Linked DNA regions of Gossypium arboreum: region 2 is linked to region 1. Evidence: chromatin contacts called from public Hi-C data. All regions are on one chromosome and are shown on one strand. The core of a region is the stretch at or near the end of the contact, and the rest is flanking DNA. Distances in the headings are between cores, read along the strand shown. Region 1 holds the start of LOC108454746. Region 2 holds the start of LOC108488595 (pentatricopeptide repeat-containing protein At1g33350).

Evidence for each region. Hi-C and Micro-C count contacts between places; a contact is called where the count stands out from the background.
Region 2: a contact with region 1 is called in a Hi-C map of leaf, with 2.2 times the contacts expected there. The contact joins the promoter of LOC108488595 here to the promoter of LOC108454746 in region 1. A contact is called at or near these places in 2 of 5 Hi-C or Micro-C datasets (both in leaf).

What each region holds. Positions count from the first base shown.
Region 1 is chr9:8,349,370-8,352,065 of ASM2569848v2, forward strand. It overlaps LOC108454746, which reads right to left and starts at 1,300. Exons shown (of 2, transcript XM_017753304.2): 1 at 365-1,300. The coding sequence starts at 941. The coding sequence ends at 390.
Region 2 is chr9:8,481,742-8,484,437 of ASM2569848v2, forward strand. It overlaps LOC108488595 (pentatricopeptide repeat-containing protein At1g33350), which reads left to right and starts at 1,350. Exons shown (of 1, transcript XM_017792881.2): 1 at 1,350-2,696. The coding sequence starts at 1,583. LOC108488075 (protein MAIN-LIKE 2-like) reads right to left here and starts at 503. Exons shown (of 1, transcript XM_017792388.1): 1 at 39-503. The coding sequence starts at 503. The coding sequence ends at 39.

The DNA of each region.
Region 1 (2,696 bases), core at 50-2,549:
AGTTTTTAACAATATAAAGTGATAAAATTTTTAAAAATTAATTTATCCAATTTTTTAGTAGAGAGAGCAAAATGCAACTTAACTTCTTGTAATTTTGCACTCATTTATTCATTGGGATCCTTTACAATTTCCACCAATCATGTTATGTAGAAGACTAGGATAAAAGATAAATAAAAGGTTTGAGTTAAACCAATCCATTTGTTATCCCATCAAAACATACTTTTGTACAAAAAAATGCAAGCAATAAAACAAGATATGATAAACAAGTAAACTTTGCAACTAAGAATCCAACATTTACTAATTATAGAATCTACATTAGCAACACATCAAGTAAGCAGAATGAACAGAAAAAGCAAAGACTAACACTGTATAATGGACCTTCCAAATCTCTATGTGTCTATGGTATTCCCAAGTCCAAATGAGAAATGTTCACGAACAGGTGAAAACTCCACTAATCCAATATCCATTGCATACCCAGAAACAGGCAATTTCAACTCTCTCAACACACAAAAAGCCTCAGCCATTCTTGTTTTAGGCACTTCTTGAGCTACGGGACAATAAGGGATCCAAGCATCAGCTTTAAACTCTTCCCCAATTTCAATCCCTTCTTTTTTAATTGCCTCACATACCTGAGCCTGGAATTGTAGGAGCGTCATTGTTGGAGCTGGTGAAAGGAAGAGAACATTGTTTTCATTTGGGAAAGCCCCAATTGAAGAAAAAGAAATAGGTAAAGGTTCTTGCTTTGAAGCAAAGGACTTTATAACGGATTCAAGCTTTGCAGGATCGAGAAAAGGGCTTGAAAAGAGAGTAATGTGAGGCCTTGATTCGATTTCAATTAACTGAGTGCTGATTTGACGACGAGCCAAAACATTCCAAGCTTTTAAGACCTGGTTCTCAAGTGCTGGATCGAAGTAAAGCTCAATTGAGAAACCTTGTGACATTGAATTTTTTTTTTTTACGATAACAAAAAAGGATCCGAAATTTTTTTAAAAAAAAAACGGAGATCTAAAAGTACCCAGACAATGAAAATTGGAACTTGATGAATAATTAGGGATAACCAGGGAGGGGGGAAATTCAAAACCCTAGAAAGAACATGGGAATTAAAGATGCCCAAATTAGATTTGGTATTGTGAAGGCCAAAGAAGAAGGTACAAAGTGAAAAGAAATACAGGAATTTTATGTTGTTCTTTCACCTTTTTTGGCCAAAGATAGATAATAAAGAGGGGGAACTTTGTATGGGCAATTTGGAGTATCCATCGCCGTCCATGCGGCTCGCTCATAAAAGAGGAAAATTTTCTAAATTTCAAACTGAATATATCTTTGGCTTAACACCTCTTTTCACCCTGTATTATAGCTAAATTATCACTTTGGTACCTAAACTATTTTTATCAGTTTGGACCTTGTACTTTCTTTTGTTATTAGTTTGGCCCGTATACTTTAATTCTATAATCTTGTACTCTCTCAAAATTTAAAATTTAATCCTTATACTTTAATTTTGAGACATTAAATCTTTTATTTTTTTATTAAAAATCTTGATCTCTCCATTTAAACGGTATCAACGGTAAAATAATTTTTTAGCCCTCAATATTTATAATTTTTGTCAATCAGTCCTTACACTACATAAAAATTTTAAAAAAAAAATTTCTTATTTTAAATAAAAGCATAAAATTAAAAATTAAAACTTTTTCCAAAAAATTAAAAATTGTGGAAAAATAAAATGATTCTAAATATATTCCAAAATTGAATGTTATCTAAACTGCACCTGACCAACCAGTCGGATCAGGAATCAGTTGGGATATCAATTTGACGAGAGGTAAAAATAGGTTGACTCGCGAATCGGTACAGATTGATTGAACCAAGCTAAAAATTGGTTAAACGAACAATTGAACTATTTTCGATCTAGTCTAACCAATTGATTCTCAAAACGGCCAACACGATTGGTTCAAATCAAATAAATTATTTTAAAAAAAATCAAAGTTATAAAATAGGTTCAATTTCCAGTTCTACTAGTTTTTTAGTTTGGTTTAACCAATCCATACCAATTCATGAGTCAACCAGTTTTTTACCTCTCACCAGACCAATATCCCATTAGTTCTTGATCCAATTAGTTCTGCTCGGTTTAGATAAAATTAAATTTTAGAATTTTTTTATAGTTTTAAAAATCTTTTATTTTTATTTTGAATTTTAAACTGTTATTATTATTTTTTCAATTTTTTAAAAGATTATAATTATAGTTTGAATTTTTATTTTTTACAATAAGGAAAAGAATTAAATTTTTTTTAAAATATATATATGTACTTGGCATGGATCAAGTTGACAATAAACTTCACATGTTAAAGACTAACAAAATTTTAAAAATGAAAAAATCAATTGACTGCAAATTGGTATGCACCGGTAGAATTGGGCTAAAAAATCAATTGAACTAGTAATTGAATTGATATTTATAATTTTTGTAATATTTTTATTTTAAATAATTTATTTGTTTTGATTCAGTCGGATCAGTCGTTCTGGGAACCAATTAATCAAACCAGTTTGAAATCAATTCAACAAACTTTTTAGTTTGGTTCAACCAGTTTGTACCGATTCACAGGTCAACCGATTTTTTTACCTTTCACCGAATTGATACCTCAACTGGTTCTCGATCCAACTGGCTGGTTTAGATAACATTAATTTTTGAAATTTTATTTTATATTTTT
Region 2 (2,696 bases), core at 100-2,599, 130 kb after region 1:
AGTTCACCAACTGCTCTAAAATCAACGAGTTTCAGCAGTCATCTCAGATGTACGCGGTTTCGTGACAAGTCCGGCATTAGATAACCTCCGATCATCTCAAGAATGTATGCCCGAGCATATCGTATTCTTTCTAGTTCAGTCGAATCATTATCCGGCTCCGGAAATGTGTCTCGTAACCAGCCCATCTCGATCCGACCTCCGTTAATATTGTCCGAAATAGCACCCAAAAGCTCGTAACATATAGCGCCCCAATCAGTAGAATAAGCAGACCCAGTGACCGTGTACCTATCCACCGGCAATCCCAATTGCAACTCCACGTCTTCTAAAGTGATAGTACACTCTCCGCATGGAAGATAGAAAGTGTACGTCTCGGGTCTCCACCTCTCTATCAACGCACTGATTAGTTTCGGGTCGAACTTGCACCCCCGGCCTATCGTGACCACGTGCCAAAAACCCGCGTCCCGCAGGTAACCCTCTATCAACAGTGAAGAAGGACCAGACATATTACAAATATAGCATTGCAACACCCAATCTACAGACTGTTATAAAAAATTATAAAATTAAAATTAAAATTGCATAAATGAAAAAAAATATTAAATTGTACTAAAAAATTAATTAAAACTACATAAATTAAAAAAATATTAAATAATATTGAAATATTAAAATTATCACTTACCATTGTCATTTGATCGACAGAGATGTGTTTATTATCAAGACGAATTAATTCCCTTTCCATTGCAAAAATTTAATTTAAAATACAACTAATTCAAAAAAATTTTAAATAGAGCTTTTTTGCAAAAATTAAAGAGAGCTTTGAAAAAATTTGAGAGAATATGAGAGAATTTTTAGAAGAATTTGAGAGAATTTGGAAATGAGGACTTTTTTGTGTAAAAAATCAAGGGGAAAGGGGGTTTTATAGTTTTTTTTTTTACCGTTGGGGGCCCAACGGTCAAATTTTTGACTGTTTGAAAAACACGGGCAAAGCGCGTCCTGAGGAAGCGCTTTGTCCACATCAACACAAACCGCGTCCTTAGGGAAGTGTTTTCTGCTGATGTGGACAAAGCGCTTCCTCAGGAACATGCTTTGCTGGCAAATACCTTAACTTCGAGCTGACGTGGACGCGATTTTCCCGTTTTCGGCCTATTCCAGTAAATAATTAAAAAATCGGCCTATTTCTTTAAAAAAAAGTTGGAAATGGGCCTTTATCGGTAAAATACCCCTATTTTTACTAGTAAATAAAATACAATTGGAATTTTAAAGAGAAACCTTGAATAATAAACGTACATATATTTTCGTAAAAAAAAAGAACACGTATATATATGGCTTTTTTTTTTTTACACAAAACGTATATATATCGCTGTAACCTGCAGGAGAGGGATCATTTGTGAGGAGTGAGTTTTGGCAAGAAAATTCATCCTCTTCCCGAAGACCATAAACGTATATATAGCTGCCACGACGAAGGGTCTCTCCACGACTACCATGTTAGCCGGCGGCTTATATAATCGAAGGGGGTAAGCTTCAGTTCTTTCTGTACAGTAGAAGCAAATATGCATGCTCCATATATGGTTTAAGCCAACTCAAAATGAACCAACACTTCCTAACAATCCTAGAAAAATGCATTAATCTCAGCCATCTTAAACAACTCCAATCCTTCATCATCTCTCAAGGCCACTCCCACACCCAATTCTACATCTTCAAGTTAGTTCGCTTTTGCACACTCAAGATTTTCAACTTTTACTATGCTCGCTTACTGTTTGATCATCTTCCTTCTCCCAATATATACTTATACACTGCCATGATTACTGCTTATGCCTCTGACCCCAACCACCATACTTCCGCTTTTGTCCTTTACCGTCACATGCTTCGCAAAGGCAAGCCGGCACCCAACAATTTTATTTTCCCTCATGTCTTGAAATCAGCTCCTGAGGTTTTGGAGTCTAATGGCACGAAACTGGTTCATACCCAGATTTTAAAATCGGGTTTTGGACAATACCCAGTTGTTCAAACGGCTCTGGTTGATTCCTATTCGAGGACGGGTTCGTGCATTGGGATTGCAAGGGACGTGTTCGATGAAATGTCTGACAGAAATCTTGTGTCTTGGACTGCTATGGTTTCTGGGTATATGAGAGTAGGGGATGTTGGAAAGGCTGTTTCGCTTTTCGAGCAGATGCCCAATAGGGATATTCCTTCTTGGAATGCTGTTATTGCAGGGTGCACGCAAAATGGATTCTTTTCTGAGGCTATTTCAGTGTTGAGAAAGATGGTAATGGTGGGAACAGGAGAAGGGAATAGGCCTAATCAGGTTACAGTTGTTTGCAGTTTATCGGCTTGTGGAAACACTGGGATGTTTCAGCTTGGCAAATCAATCCATGGTTACGTTTATAGAAATGGTATTGATAATGATTGTTTCATAGCTAATGCTTTAATAGATATGTATGGGAAATGTGGGAGCTTAGATACAGCAAGAAGGATTTTTGAAATGAGTTCCAAGAAAAACTTGACATCTTGGAACTCTATAATCAATTGTTTTGCACTACATGGACAAAGTGAGAATGCAATTAGTTTGTTTGAGGAGATGATCAATTGTGGTTTTGAGGATATTAGACCTGATGCAGTTACCTTTATCAGTCTGTTGAATGCTTGTACACATGGAGGATTGGTTGAAAAAGGCCGTGCTTATTTTGAGTTGATGACTA